Linked DNA regions of Pan troglodytes: region 2 is linked to region 1. Evidence: chromatin contacts called from public HiChIP or PLAC-seq data. All regions are on one chromosome and are shown on one strand. The core of a region is the stretch at or near the end of the contact, and the rest is flanking DNA. Distances in the headings are between cores, read along the strand shown.

Region 1 (3,555 bases), core at 593-3,092:
AAGAACACCGAAACACTGAAAGTATAAGGATGGAAAAAGATGTACCAACTGATATCATTATACTAATATCACATAAGGCAGACATAAAGGAAAAATGATCCTAATTTAAAATGAGAAATTGACAATCTACAGTCATAGTGTAAGATTTTTATGTTCCCTTCTCGATAATGGGTAAGAAAGACAGACAAGCGGTAGAGTTATACAAGATTTGAACAACACAATTAACCTTGACCTAAATAACATAAAATCTTGACCTAAGTAACATAAAATCAATTATGTTAGTGCCTTTCTTTCCTCATTCATACAGTCACTGTAATAGTGACTCCTGCATGTGAAGGTTATTATGAGAATCAAAAGAGTTAATACATGCAAATTCTTAGAACTCCTGGCATGCAGAGTAAATTCATAATAAGTAGGAACTTAACCAAGAAATAAAATCCTAAGTATATTGCTTTCATCTAGTGGTCACATTATATAAAAATACAAAAATTTTTATAATGTGGTCATATTATCTAAAAATGTGAAATCAGCCGGGTGCAGTGGCTCACGCCTGTAATCCCAGCACTTTGGGAGGCCAAGGTGGGTAGATCACTTGGGGCCAGAAGTTTGAGACCAGCCTGGCCAACATGGTGAGACCCCCCCCATCTCTACTAAAAATACAAAAAAAAAAAAAAAAAAAAAAAAAAAAAATTAGCCAGGCATGGAAGCAGGTGCCTGTAATCCCAGCTACTCAGGAGGCTGAGACACGAGAATCACCTGAACCCGGGAGGCGGAGATTGCAGTGAGCTGAGATCGCGCCACTGCACTCCAGGCTAGGCGACAGAGCAAGACTCCCTCTCAAAAAAAAATAAAAAAGAATAACTTTTCACTATGTGAGCCATTGTCGTTTAGTGCATAATGTCTGCGTACTACCCAGTATCCCCTGCGGCTCCTCCACAGTTGTGGGGTCCCGCACTATAGGAAGACAATGCATTTTAGCTCAGAGTACAGGTCTCAAAAACTTGGCTAAATACTTCCCCCATCCACTCATACCAGTGTACAGGGAACAATAATGGATTAATAACCAAAGAGAGGGCAGGAAGGTCCCAACTGGCATCTGCTCCACTCGGCCCACTGGTGTCTAGATAGGGAACAGTAATAGCGTTCACCACTTCTCTTTCCCCCAAATCTCCTCTGGAAATTCCAGGCTTACCTCAATATTCCCAAGGTTCAAGTGACCAACTCAAGGGCTCAGGCGGCCAAGGCCCAACCTCACGTGCCCAGAAAGTGGACGCACCCAGGGGCTGCTCCTGGAAGGAAGGAGAAATGACGGTGAGTAGAAGCCCATGTCAGCCTCTCTGGCTGGGCCCTCCTTCTACTGATGTCTTGACCCGCAGCCCACAGCCTCTGGGCAAGGAACTAAAGTCGTTTTGAGTCAGCAGGGTCAGACTTCTAGAAGCAGCCAGCTAAGGTAAAATATCTGTCTTCTACTCCCTGGAAAGCAGTCTGGAGAGGTGGAACCGGCCCAGACTTCAGTATCAGGCAGATCTGGATTCAAATCCCAGCTCTGCCTCTCACTTGCTGAGGACTCTAAACACCTCCTTTTGCTCCACCCAGCCTCCATCTTTTCACGTGGAAAAGAACTGCTTGGTAAGGTTGCTGTGGGGAGTGAATAAAGCAATATACATAGTGCTTAATCTCACAGACAGCAGATGCTCCAGAAATGCTAATTCTCTTGCCCACTGGTATTCCTCAGGCAGCCACCAGTCACCTTCTTCTGAAGCTGTTGGCGGGGTACAGGCAGGCAGGAAGCTCAGTCTGAACAACCAGCCTTCAGACCAGCTCAGACACAAGGTGAAACAGAAACCAAAAACTCAGAGCACATGACTTACCTCCTCCAAACCTTTGCTCCAACCACTGCCACTCCCCAGGGAACGCCCTCCCCGTCTCCTCCCGCCCACTGCGGAGAGTGCTCCCATTCTCCACCGTTTATCACACACTTGTTTCTCACTTCCTGGCACTGTGAGTTGTCGTTTATTAACTGGTTTATTTTCTTCTTGGAAAAATAATTTTTTTAAAAAATATACCTTATCTATGCACACAAAGCAGCCCCCCAATTCATGAATGGATATGCTTGTGGTTTGTATTTGCATTTTAATTACTAAGCAATCTGGCTCATCCCTTTGTGCAAAGCATTGCCTTAGGTTACAGTGTAGGAAACTGTATCAGCTCATCCTAGCACTGTTATAAAGAAATACCTAAGACTGGATAATTTATAAAGAAAAGAGGTTTAACTGGCTCACAGTTCCACAGGCTGCACAGGAAGCATAGTGACATCCGCTTCTGGGGAAGCCTCACTGTATTTATTTATTTGAAGGACTGATTTTTTTACAAAGTGAAAACTTCTCCCATGGCCTCTTCAATGCTTCCTTGAGGTCCCCGCTGTTAACATTTTGATTCTTTCAGACTTTTTTCTAGGCTTATAAAGCCATAGTAATTCTTGCTCTGCCACTTACTAGCTGCGTGACCTTGGGCAAGTTACTTAACGTCTCAGTGCCTTCCTCGGCTCATTCATAAAGTAGCTATAATGATTCCTGCATGTGAAGGTTATTATGAGAACAAAATGAGTTAATACATGCAAAATACTTAGCTCCTGGCATGCAGAGTAAAGACATAAATACATAATAAGTAGAAACAAATATTGTTTTATATACAGAGAGAGAAAGAGAGACATCACATATACCATTTTGTTTACAAAAGCAGGGTAAGTATACTGTGCCAGTATCAATCATTGTGTTGCATCTGAGCTCCAATTCCACTCTGTTCTGTTTGGTGACACCAAGCTACATCCCATAAAAAGATCTCCTTTGCCAGCGGCACAATTTTACTGGCTTTGTCAGTAGAGGGCGCCAGAGGGACGGTGCAAGGCCTAGCAGAGGACTGGATTTCTCTTCCGGGTTCTGGTGCTTCTCTTCCTGCTCTTAACGCCATGACTGCCAGCAGCTTGTAGAACCAGTGGTGCTCACCTTCAGGGAACTTTGGCAGCCTCCCAGCGGGCAGCTTTCTGCTCACCAGCCGGGGCTTGCTGACTGCAGACAGCTTGAGTGCTCTTGTACCTTTAGCAGTTAGCCTTCTTTTACTAGTTAATAATTCTTCATATTACATTTTCCCTTTCAAATTACTGGTGTGCTTTCCATCTCTAAGTGGACCCTAACTTTTAGCTCATGCCTAGTATCTATCAGATAGCTTGTAAAATTTATTTAACCATTCCCCTATTGAAGGGAATGTGAGTATTATCGTTTCCAGTTTTCAGCTGTTATACCCTGTGCAGTAGTGAACATGTGTTTTTCATCCACATCACTGTTTTTGAAGGAAAAAAAATCCTGGAAGAGGAATAAATTGCTCTGCCATAGGGTTGTGCATTTAAGTCTTTGAAAAATGTTGTGAAATTGCTCTCCCTATAAGGTTGCACCAATTTATATTTCCAAACGTAGGTTTAAGTGCCCACTTCCCCACACCCTCACCAATTATTATTTTTCTTTAACATTTACTAATCTTAGGGGTAATGTCTCATTG
Region 2 (3,555 bases), core at 281-2,780, 210 kb before region 1:
CTTAATAATGTGAAACTCCATTACGTTGTCTATTTTTTTCTCTTTTTCAGAAAAGCTCAGAAGAAACAGACACGATCTGGTAAGAATTGTTAGTAATAAAAGAGTTGTCCCTATGGGGTGGTTTAATCTCAGAGATTTTTGCCTTAGATACACCAGACTATTAAGAGATAATTTTACAAGACATTTTGAGGTCAAGGCAGCAGCTGCACCCAGCAAAGGGGTGGGGGTGGGGGATTTGCTGTTATTATAATTTTCTCCGGCATGCTCTTTCACGAGATATGAATATAAACCCTTTCTTAAAAAAAGTCATATTTAAGAGACCTATATTTCGTATTCACAAGTACATCAGTGCAGTCCCTTGCACTTGTATCTAAAACGCTAATTACGATAAAGCTTTATAAGTAATTTCAGTTTGTTCCATAATAGAATGGTTCATGTGAAGACTTTGATCTGAAAGATTAACACTTTCTGTAGAAACCAAAGGGCGCATCTTCTTACAGAACACGGGTTTTGAGTTAATTTAGGCATTCAACAGAGGCCACTGTTACAGGGAATGCAAAAATGACCCGATGTAACTCTTTGTTGAGCTTTAAAATTACTGTAATTTTCAAAGTGATCTTGGGAACCCATAAAATCTTAACAAAGATCATAGCGACGCACAGCTCAGGAGAATTTTCCAAGCTTAGTGACTCATGCGTTCAACAAATCTTTACTGAGCGCCTACTGTGTGCCAGGCACCGTGCTAGGCAGGCGCCGTGTTACACATCCTTATCAAGTTTTGGGGAAAAGGTACTTGACAAAGACCCAGCAGGGAAAAACACAGCGTTGAATTGAAAAACCGAAGACAAAACGACACTCGAGTATTTAATTTTGTAAAAGGTTCCTTCCTAGTCCTGCTATGGGGGACTTTGCAGCGAACTTGCAGAAGGCGGCAGATAGAGCTGGGGTCTGAGGGTGTCTTCGATATGGCAACTCCCCAAGCCCGAGAGCGCGGCCAAAGGTGAGGGTGCGGGGAGAGGGCGCCCGGGCGGCCTGGGCCCCGCGCACCTGGCACGGCCGGCACGGCCAACCCGGCAGGCACCACTGGGCGGGCTGAGAACCCGCGGCCCGGGCCCCGCTGAGCCCGAGCAGCACTGGCGCAGTGGCCGCTCGCCACTTCGGGCCGCATTCTTGCCACGGCTCCGCCAGCCGCCGGTGCTCGGGCTGGAGGTGGGCTAGCGCGTTCTGGCCTCGGGCTTCCCGGGCGTGCGCGGACCAAGGCTCACTCCCTCACGTCCCCCACCGGCCCCGACACCTTCCCTTCCCGGGCCTGCCTCCCGTCTTTACCCTAGCGGCGACCACGGCCAGCGACTCTCTTCAGGCTGCCAGCGGTGCGGACAGGGGCGGGCGCCAGAGCCCTGCTCGCGGAAGGGCGAGGCGAGCGCTCTAGGCCCGCTCCCGGCGCGGGGCGCGGGAGGGCGGCGAGGCCGCGACCGGGGCCGTGGGCTTGCAACTGTGCCCCAGCCCCAGGCTACCCGCTGGGAACGCATTCGCCCCACCCGCGCCGGGGTCGCGGCCCCGCCTCCCTCCCCGGGGCTGGGCAGCGAGAAGGCGGGGCCTTCGAGCTTGAGGCGGGGCGGGAAGGAAACTACAATTCCCAGCAGGTCTTGCGCTGGGGCCGTGGAGGCCTCTGGGAGAGTGGGTCTCCTTTGGCTTCCCCAATTGTGTGGGGGCTGCCATTGACCCGGTGTCGCCGCAGAACCGAGGTCGCCGAGTGATGATGTTGTGAAGTCGCCCGCCTGTCCCTGCCACGCCCGGGCGGTTGCTGGCAGTGGGAGCAGCGGCAGCAGCTTCGGCTGCTGCTTTCAGGCTGCCGCTTCATTAGGGGCTTCCTGAGGAAGCGCGGGCGGACGACAGAGGATGCCGAACCACTCCAGTGAGTAAGCTATCCGCGCACAACCCGAACTTGCCCTTGACAACTTCCCCGGAAAGCGGAGGGACCTCCTCGTCCCAAGGTCCTCCGGTACCCGGAGGTCACGCGCGGACGTCGGAGCAGGAGGCTGGGTGCTGGAGGGCTGGGTCCGGGTCCCGCGGTGAGGAGTGGGTTGTTTCCTAAGTGTGGGTGCAAAGTAATGGGCGCTAGGCGCTGGCGTCGGGATTCAGCCCAGCTGCACATCTGAGGCTTGGCAGCTTCTCATAGCGCCTTATCCTCTGCCATACAGCATCCATCTGGAGCCCTGTCTTTTAGGATGAGTGGCTTTAGGGTCGGGCATTAAACCTTAAGCTTCAGTCGCCATCTGTGATGTAAGTGGGAGGAAAGGGTATTGGAAAGAGCTCTTTCTGGGTCAAATAGAGTTGGGCTTTTCTTGCAATTGATTTTGAGCCAGATGCCACATATCTTGAAAAAGAAAAACGGCTGACTTTAGTTTGAAGCGTAAATAATAGATATTCGCACATGTCCTTTTTAGTAGCAGCCCAAAAATTGAATTTCAACTTAAAAAAAAATCTGCGTCATAATAATAGGGATAAGTTCAGTTACTTGCTCTTGCTCATGCACCTTTTGCTTAGACCTGCTGTTTCTACGTCAGAAAAAAAAAACAAGTAACTTCACGGAAATTCATCAAGTTGATGGAATGGACCATAGGAACAAAAGGAACACTTTCAGTTCTTGGTCTCCGTAAATCTTCCCGACGTTTAGATCTTTGCTGTTGACTTGGAAGTCTGAGGTACAGTAGTCTCCAAATAGCACGTTAATGGTGGTGACATGACACTTAAAAACAAATTGTGAAGGACATTTGGAGGTGAGAAAGGTCAGGGATGAAGACATTTTATCATCCCAGCAGTTATTCCAACTTTCTTTCTTTTTTTTTTTTTTTAAGACAGAGTCTCGCTCTGTCGCCAGGCTGGAGTGCAGTGGGGTGGTCTCGGCTCACTGCAACCTCCGCCTCCCGGATTCAAGCGATTCTCCTGCCTCAGCCTGCAGAGTAGCTAGGACTACAGGCGCGCACCACCACGCCCAGCTAATTTTTGTGTTTTTAGTAGAGATGGGGTTTCACCATGTTGGCCAGGATGGTCTCGATCTCTTGACCTCATGATCCACCCGCTTTGGCCTCCCAAAGTGCTGGGATTACAGACGTGAGCCGCCACAACCAGCTCCAGTTTTCTATTTTTAAAATTAAGTAATGTCCAGCAAGTCTCAGACATTTAGCAAGCACATACCATGTGAAAGACAGTGTTTTGTTATCTTACACACTTATTCATATGATGGAAGAGGTTTGTTAGAAAGAACCAACATTTGGCCGGGCGCTGTGGCTCACTCCTGTAATCCCAGCACTTTGGGAGGCCAAGGAGGACGGATCTCCTGAGGTTGAGAGTTCAAGAACAGCCTGACCAACATGGAGAAACCCGTCTCTACTGAAAGGAAATACACCAGCCTGGCCAATATGGTGAAACCCCGTCTGTACTAAAAATACAGAAATTAGCCGGGCGTGGTGGCACGCGCCTGTAGTCCCAGCTACTCGGAGGCTGAGGCAGAAGAATTGCTTGAACCCGGAGGCAGAGGTTGCAGTGAGCCAA

The links. HiChIP or PLAC-seq counts read pairs in DNA pulled down with a chosen protein or histone mark.
Region 2: a contact with region 1 is called in an H3K4me3 HiChIP or PLAC-seq map of stem cell-derived excitatory neurons, with 7 times the contacts expected there. The contact joins the promoter of STRADB here to the promoter of CASP8 in region 1. A contact is called at or near these places in 1 of 7 Hi-C or Micro-C datasets (stem cell-derived neural progenitor cells) and 1 of 1 datasets of contacts at active chromatin or transcription factors (stem cell-derived excitatory neurons).

The regions. Positions count from the first base shown.
Region 1 is chr13:103,263,894-103,267,448 of NHGRI_mPanTro3-v2.0_pri, reverse strand. CASP8 (caspase 8) reads right to left here and starts at 1,842. Exons shown (of 10, transcript XR_010150205.1): 1 at 1,683-1,842; 2 at 1,193-1,289.
Region 2 is chr13:103,478,309-103,481,863 of NHGRI_mPanTro3-v2.0_pri, reverse strand. STRADB (STE20 related adaptor beta) reads right to left here and starts at 1,530. Exons shown (of 12, transcript NM_001280201.1): 1 at 1,327-1,530. TRAK2 (trafficking kinesin protein 2) reads left to right here and starts at 1,659. Exons shown (of 16, transcript NM_001428160.1): 1 at 1,659-1,915.